Linked DNA regions of Delphinus delphis: region 1 is linked to region 2. Evidence: chromatin contacts called from public Hi-C data. All regions are on one chromosome and are shown on one strand. The core of a region is the stretch at or near the end of the contact, and the rest is flanking DNA. Distances in the headings are between cores, read along the strand shown.

Evidence for each region. Hi-C and Micro-C count contacts between places; a contact is called where the count stands out from the background.
Region 1: a Hi-C map of lung shows a contact between it and region 2, with 3 times the contacts expected there. The contact joins the promoter of TOMM6 here to the promoter of TAF8 in region 2. A contact is called at or near these places in 2 of 3 Hi-C or Micro-C datasets (lung and muscle).

Annotation. Positions count from the first base shown.
Region 1 is chr10:33,552,804-33,557,049 of mDelDel1.2, forward strand. TOMM6 (translocase of outer mitochondrial membrane 6) reads right to left here and starts at 1,808. Exons shown (of 3, transcript XM_060021839.2): 1 at 1,600-1,808; 2 at 952-1,056; 3 at 419-731. The coding sequence starts at 1,808. The coding sequence ends at 960. PRICKLE4 (prickle planar cell polarity protein 4) reads right to left here. Exons shown (of 7, transcript XM_060021837.2): 5 at 3,938-4,141; 6 at 3,157-3,361; 7 at 2,297-2,684. The coding sequence ends at 2,311.
Region 2 is chr10:33,373,137-33,377,024 of mDelDel1.2, forward strand. It overlaps TAF8 (TATA-box binding protein associated factor 8), which reads right to left and starts at 2,236. Exons shown (of 9, transcript XM_060021823.1): 1 at 2,190-2,236; 2 at 1,260-1,416. The coding sequence starts at 2,234. CCND3 (cyclin D3) reads left to right here and starts at 3,488. Exons shown (of 5, transcript XM_060021830.2): 1 at 3,488-3,618.

The DNA.
Region 1 (4,246 bases), core at 558-3,057, 180 kb after region 2:
GTGTCACTTCAGTGCCCACTGCCCAGGCTTACTTACCCCTTGCCTCTACCTGCACCTCACTGCCCTCAAATCCCACTGTACTACAGCAACAATGCCTCCCTGGTGCCTGGAAAACCCACCCAGTGCACTAAAATGCTATGCAACACCAAATGACTTCTTCCCTTAGTACTGCTCAAAAATGGAAATTCCTCAACAATATGCTTCATCCTATGCTAACATCAATGAACGGTGGCTACAGTTTCCTTTTCTTTTTTAATATGAAGCAAACCATCTCTGTTACAATCCATGTTTGGGGCTTGTTCCTGTCTCTCTCGAGTGTGAAATATAAATCATGTTTTTATGATTTTTGTAAATCTTGACTTTTTACACCTTGTTTTTGTAAGCCGAAGTTTCTTATTAAAAGAATAAAATGGCTGTCTTTGTGTACAGTCTTTATTTGTTAAAATACCATTAGAATATTCCTCAGGACAAGAGCAAAGATCATCCCCTGCAGAAACTTTGGAACTATGTACAGAACTTTACAGAACACAGGACAACACTTTAGCTGAACCCTACCTGCTGACCAGAGAAGGGTGTTCTGAGTGGACTCAGCAAAGAAAAGGAAATCAAGCAGGGAAGGAAAGGTGCCCATCTGAATCAAACTTCAGCCACCATCAGGGCAAGTCTTGTGACGGTCACAGATCGGAGGCTCTGTTTTTGGAAGGTTCGAGTACAGCACGGGTTCCATGTGTCTGCAGTCAGACAACACGTGGCATTAGAAATGTAAAATCACTAGAGGGAAATTGGTAAGAGACTCATCCCTTGGAACATCTGGAGACACATCTAACTAGGAATAGCCAAGGGTTTTACATCAAGTCTCTTATCTATTATTTTGTGAATAGCTGATATAAATTATTTCTTATCCCAGTCTCTAGGACTCCTAAAACAGGCAGAACATTGGTTAATGCTTACCTTTACGCCTACACCCCAGGCTGAGGTGCCATTAGGTCAATGTCACTCAAATTCCTGGCCAGCCAAACTCCGGCAGCAAAGAGTCCCAAATTGAGGATCAAGTTCCTGGAAAAAATGCATCCCTTTAACCCTGTGGTCACTGAGTCACGTGTCTTTGGTCAGTAAAAGATGGGCTGGGGGGTGGGGGGAAGCTTCCCATCACCACCCTGGAAACCGCCCCCTCCCAAGGCAAAAACACTTTAGAATCGCAAGAGCATCGATCGTTACATAATAGGTTGCCCAAGACCCACATGGTTATTTAAGGTTCGTTTCTACGTCTAGTAAGAGTAGGGTCAAATGCAAAACCCAATTAAGTACTCGTCCAGGGCCGAAAAGCCTGTTTACGTGTTGGCGCCTCCTCTCCCCGGGTCTCCGGGGGCAGGGTGAGATTCTCTAGACAGAGCCCGGTGACTGAAAGGAGCGCTCTGGCCGCACGGGAACTCTCCCGGTCAAGGACCTCAGCAAAGCACAGCCAGAGCCACGAAAAGGCCGAGATATTGGCGGTGTAAATAATCCGGAGGGCCCAGCCTCGGCGAAGAAGGAAACCTGGCAGGTATGTATACGTGCGCGAAGGGCAGGAGAGCGACCAAGGTCCCGTGCCTCGGTTACCTGCGGAAGTCATTCCTATCGGTGGCGAAGCGGTAGACGCCCCGAAGCCAGTCTCCCACGTTGTCTGGGATTTCGGGAGCTTCATTTGCCGAGCCCGCAGCGATCACGCCAGCCCCACTGGAAGCCATAGCAGCACCCCAACACTCCGCAAGGTCTCTCACCACGCCGCTTGTCGGCGCCAGCAGATCACGCAACTTCCGGCCTCGCATTTCCGCTGGCTACTCGCCGACAGAGGGCGCAGTGGCTTAAGCTTGGTAAGACGCCGGGAGCGAGAACTCCCGGGCTGCGAGTCCGCGTCATCTGCCGGGCAAGGAGCGCCGTCCAGCTCCAACCTCGCCTGGTCGGGTTCCACCTCCGGCTCCCTCCTGGCCTTCGGCTGGCCCACCGCCAGTCACAGGTGGTCTCTGAGTGATCACTTCGTTGGCTCAGGAGGAGGATGCTGAGGATGGGGCTGCCTAGCCTGTGGGGGTGGGGTAGGGTCTCACTCAGCAGGGGATGCGTAGTTTTAAGGAATGGGGCTCCCCAAGAGTCTCCATGAAAAGTCATAGAATGCGCGGGCTAAAAGGAAGCACTCCAAATTTGTCATTTCGCCGCCTCTCCCAGCCTTGGGCCCTGATGGTGTTCAGTCTAGGATTTTTATAGGGGGAGGAGAGTTTTGCTCTCTCACCGTACAGATTACCTCCCCAGCCACCCTTTCTCCGGGCCGCGCCACTAGCAAATGGTGCAATGCTTCCTGGAGGTGTCGCTGTCCCCAGCTCGGAGATTGCCGGGGGTCTCCCAGGGCCGGGGAAGGCGCTGGCCTAAGAAAAAGCCTTCGGGTTCCGACTCAGAGGAAGAGGAGCAGGTGGGGCAGGAAGCGTCCTCCTTGGGATCAAGGGGAGTCTCTGGGCATCCCTGCTCTTGCCCTTTGGGTGTCTCCTCCTGGTCCCCAGCTCTACACTCCTGCTCCGGGCTGGAGCCAAGCATCCCCCTGTGGGTTTCCAGACTGGAGCTGGCAGCAGTAGCGAGAAGGGCTGCCCGGGAGATGATCGCGGCATTCCGCGGGGCGCGGTGCCCATCTTCAAATCCGCCGATCTCCGCCTCCCCTGTTCCGGGCCGGGTCAGAAACGCCCATCTCAGAGCCGCGACTCTCCCTCTCCCAGATCCGGGCGGGGCGGCCGCCAGAAGCCAGTCCCAGTCGGGGCCCAGCCTCCCGCCCCGCCTCCGGGCCTTGCGCGCCGCCGCGGTGAGTCCTTTCCCGGCTCCTCGCCCCTCCCCGCCTCCGCCCAGCAGAGGGCGGCCGCGGCCCCAGCCCAGGAGCGAGTCCCGCGCCGCAGCCTCAACCGCGGCGCGGGGTGGGTTCTGGAGGCCCTCGGAGCGCTCCGGCCAGGGACGCGCGGTGAGAGCTGCGGGCCCCGAGGCTCGGGTCTGGGGGTGCGGTGGGGGGGACGGGGGCGCTGCTGGAGGGGCGGGACGGCGTGGGACCGGGACGAGGGTCCCAGCCCGGGAGAACCCCCCCTCAGCCCAGCCCAAGCCGCTGCCCCCTTCCCCTTTGATCTGCACCTTCTCCTCCCTTACCCGGGGACGCCCTGCCTTCCACTGTCGGGGCCGGACTCGAGCCGGCATCCGAATAGCGTCTCTCAAAGCAGCTGGGGCAGCAGGGGCCGCCGCCCAGCAGGGCATAACGTCCCCCGCCCAAGGGCCCGGCGCAGTCCTGGCAGCAGAAGTGGTTCTCGTGCCAGCGCCGTCCCTCGGCCTCGGTGCAGCGGCGGGAGAAGATCAGCTGGGAGAGGGAGAGGGGAACGGCTCATTCATTCATTCACTCATTCATTCATCCAGTAACCACGCCTTATACCCAGTTGACGCTAAAGCACGTCTACAGACATTCCCATTTGATCTACTCAACCACTCTCGGATGCGGGGAGGGCTGATTGGCTTAGCCAGGATCCCCCAGCTAGCAGGTGGCACAGCCTGAAGAAGTGCGACCTGGGTCTCCTGGACGCCCCACCCAGGGTTCCGTGCAGCCTCTTGTGCGGACATTGAGGGAGTTCCTCGCAGGAGCAGGCCCAGCACTGGGCACCCGACGTACTGAGATGAACGTCTGTCTAAGAGTTCCCGCTCTGGAGAAATCCTCTCAGTCCAAGAAAATTTGGGAGACTCTGCTTGCGGTGAGGGAGGGCACAAAGGCAACGAGTCCCAGGTGCCCAGAGCTCAAGTCAGAGCAAAGGGAATACAAAGTTCCCAGGCTGGTTCCTAGTTCTCTGTTCCCCACTCCGTGGTACTGGAAGAGGTGTCCCGTTGCATCTGCCGCGTTGGACCCTGAGCAGACCCCCTCCAGCCCCTCCCCTCGAGGCTGTACCTGGTCACAAGCCGGGCAGCGCGGCCGCAGCAGCTCTGCGTGATGACGGCCGCAGTAGAGACGCCCATCGTGGTAGAAGTAGATGAGGTTTATCAGGGCCTGGCCACAGGCCTGGCAGGCAAAGCAAGCCCGGTGCCAGCAGCGCTGCTCTCCTGCCCGAGCTGTGAACACTCCGTACTCCCCTGGCCTCAGCCGCTCCCTGCACTGCGGGGTGCGGGTGCTGCGCTGGTCAGAGGCCACACCACCCTCCTACCTTCTCTCCTGGCTCTTCCATCCCAGCCTCAACCTAACTGTTCTCCCCATATTCTG
Region 2 (3,888 bases), core at 986-3,485:
GATGGGCAGCTCCAGGAAAATTCTGAAATTGTGAATTTTACATACAAAAGAGACTTTTTCTGGGATGGGTCCACAGGTCAAAACCATTTTCATAATAAAATGAGACATCCTTTGACTTTTTTAGTCTCGTTCTCTCATGCAGTTTTCCGGAGGCTATGTCACCTATGATGACATCGTGGCTCTGCTGGATAATGGAATGTGTGCTTGTGCATTCTTATGTTTTAAAATGTTCTCAGTTTTATTTTCTAATGTGACAAAAATTTCTCTATATAGAGCCCATGTATACAAAATTCCTTGGGGTCCTCAATATTTAAGAGTCTAATGGGGTTTGAGATGGCTGCTTTAGGAAAACAGTTGGTATCTTGAAGTTCCAAACAACAGCTGCAGAGCGTCACCTCAACCCAGATCACAGCCTTCCTGGGGCAGCCCACATCTAGTGACTGATCAAGACCAAACTACAAAGGCAGGGCTTTGGGGGACTGATGTCAGATACTCTGATGGGCAATAGTTGCTCCAGAGCACCCCACTGAGTTGGCCAATTCTTTGTTTGGCCTGTACTGCAGCTCAACTTCTCTCTCTGCCTAAACCTTTCTCTCACTTCCATTCATAGGGTTGATTCCGCCCTCAAACACCTTAAACACCCACAACCCTCATTCCATCCTCCCCTCCCCTCCAAAGGCCCAAAGAGGGAAATACAGTGTACATGCACAAGCCTATGTGAGACGGTTCCAGGCTCCTAAACCTCAAGATACTTCCTTTTAAAAGGGTGTTTTTTTCTTTTTTCCGTTTTCTAAAACTTATTCACCCTCACTCTTTGTATCACATAATATAGCATTTGATTATATAATGTGCAGCATCTATTTCACGGGAATTAATCCTGACTCTCCAATGAAACTGTAAGTTCTTTGAGCATAGAGAACAAACAGCAATAATAACAGCACCTACAAGTCATCGAGAGCATACAACGTTCCCAGCTTTGACTGTTTTACATATACATCTCACTTATACTCAAAACTCCAGGAGGTACAAATTATTATTCCTTTTCACAAAGGAGGCAATTGAGGTTCAGGAGGTTGAGTGGTTAACCCAAGCTATTAGGTGGCAGAGTGATGACCTACACCCAGGTCTATCTGATTCTAAAGCCTGTAAGTCACGTAACAATGTTCTTCTTTTTCTTAAATTCTAACACTATCACAATGCAGGACACAGAACAGATGTTTGGTTGACTTGAGGAAGGCCTATTGTTTCCTGGTACTTACAGCTCTGCAGCATCTCTGTCAATGTTTCCACAGATGCTTTCTCAGCACTCTCAAACCCTGCCTCTGTCAGCAGGGAGCTCACAACCACTTGCAGGGTTCGCCTTCGGGCCAGATGGTAGTTATCAGCAGGGTTAGTGGACTGTTTACTTCCTGATCTCTGTGAATCAGCAGCCCAGAAAGAGAAAACGTTTTCATCCAGAGGACAAGGATGCAATCACAGAGTTCACATACTGCCAACGGCAAGCAAAGGTTCTTTTGCTAAATACTTATTTATTAGTGCTTAATAAGATGTAGTAGTCCCTGATGTTTAGACTTACAGCTCTTGGCCAAATGAGTAATAACTGAGCACCCCGGGGGCTCTAAATTCGGAGACAGCCTTTCTGCCTACCTAATACTTACAATTCCAATAACAAAACGGCTGTTTTCTACTTTCTATTTTAGCAGATTATCAGAATATATAGCTGAAGAAACACGCACGATGGGATTGAACTCATATCCATCTCCCAGAAAAAAAGTGACCTCTCTCTTGTTCCTTCCACCTCCACACCACTTTGCTAACGAGGAAAATTAAAACAACAAACACATGATACTAAGTAGAGGACCTACAAGTAGGAAGTATTTTGAAACGGGAATCCCTCCCAACTTTGGCGAGCCAATAAGAAGGCGAAAGCGGCCTCGTTGCACCAATCAGGAGGTGTTCCGGGCTCCCAACCCCCAACAGAGAACGGGCCAATCAGTATACAAGTCCACCAACTCAGGAGGCAACCGCCGAGTCTCGAGAAGGGGGTCACGTACGACCTGAAAGACCCTCCTCCACTCAGAGCTCATGGTGGGGCTGGATTTCTGGGTATAAGATTGTAGCCCAAGCTAGGGGAAAGTTACAGAATGCCCCGACTCTCTCGGCTTCGGCCTCGCGCCTCCCGCCCTTACCGTTCCGGAGCTGCCAGCCCCGGCAGTGGCCGCCGCGTCGGCCATCTTGCTCTGGCGTAATGTGCATGAGCGCAGGGCAGGATGGGGCTTGTAGTCACCGGGCGGGGAGGAGCGGCAAGGGGGCGGGGCGACACGCGCCCCTCTGGGCTTTCCTAGGCCCAGCGGGGTCGGGAGGGTGTGTTGGGTGACCTCGCTCACTTGGCCTTCTGTGAGCGGTGCGTTCAGTGCCCGGAAGTGGCCAGGAAAATGAGGTCTCGGTTTTACACCTATTTTGAAATGAAGTCGCTTTTCGTAAAAAGCACATCCCTGGAACACTCCAAAGGTGCCTGATAGCAGCCTCTGCCTGGGTCCCGCTGGGTCCCCATCATTTACTCTCTAGGGGAGGGGTCTGGGATTCTGTATTCTTAAAACCTCCAGGTGATTCTTCTGAGCGGGAAATTTGGGGAAACCTTGTTTTGTGCTGGCGGCCCCTCAGCCCACTTGTAACTAGATCGCAACAGCCACCCAATCCAGGTGTTCCAATGCATCCCGCTGCCTTCTCGCCGTGTATTAATCCGTAGGTATTTGCCGGGCGAGCCGGGAAGCGCCGGCGGCAAGAGGCTGTCCCTTGCCCGCCTTACTCCCAGGCCGTTGCGTCAACGTGGTGCATGTGGTTTTCTGCGGTTCACTCGCGGGTCAGCATCTCCGGATGGGAGTCCATCGTGCACCACGCCTCATTCGTCTCCGTTTGCGGGTGTCTGGCAGGACTCAGAAGCTGGGTTTGAATCCCAGCACTCGGCAGCTGTGGGATTTCGGGCACATTACCTAATCTCACTGTGCCTCGGTTTCGTCTTTTGCGAAACTGGGATGGGATGGATAGCAGGGGGTAAAATGAGCTAATACACTCAAAGGGTCTATCACTGTGCAGACGGAGAGTAAGAGGTCAAGAAGCAGCGCCTAATGTTATTTATTTCCTGAGAGGCGAGTGGATGAGTGGAAAACGCTCACAGGCAGATGTCTGGAAAACTGCGCCGCGCCTATCCGCGGGGCGCACCTGCGGCTGGGGGGCACCCCCGCCCCTCACCGGGGGAACGTGCAGCGGGATGTGCGGGCTGGGGTCGCTGCGCAGGCTGAGCCGCCGGGAGGAGTCGGGGCCCAAACCTTAGCTGAGCGGAGCACCCAGCCCCTTTGTCTCCCCCGCCCCCTCTTCCCCACTTCCTGCCCAGCTTTAAACTCGGGATTGGCGGCGCGGCGGCGACTTTGTAAACACGCCGCGCCTGCGGCGGTGGAAACTGGTTCTGTTTGGGCGCCTGGGGGAGGGGTGCACGCCCCTCGCCGTGGCTGGAGGTGGCGACCCCCTCCCCATGTCCCCAAAGACAGAAGCGAGAGGCGGCGGGAGAGAGTGTGTGCAGCCACAGTCGGTGCTCCGGGGGGCTCACCTGCCGAGGAGGTAGGCTCGAGTGCGGGAGAAGCCAAGACAGATGGGTGTCAGCGTCTGCCCTCTTCGCTGGGGCCTCCAAGCTGAGGCTGGACACCTGGGCGGGGGGTCTGAGGTGGAGGGGTTAAGGAGGTCATGGTGTCCTCGTCACCTCCCGGTTGTCTCTCAAAGCTCGGGTCAGTTTCTTTCTGAGTTGCACGTGGCTGAAGGGCGGAGAAGCCCCCCAAAGCCCTGAGCTTCCTCTGTGTCTGCACAGCCACCCTCCAAGCTGATCTGGAAGCC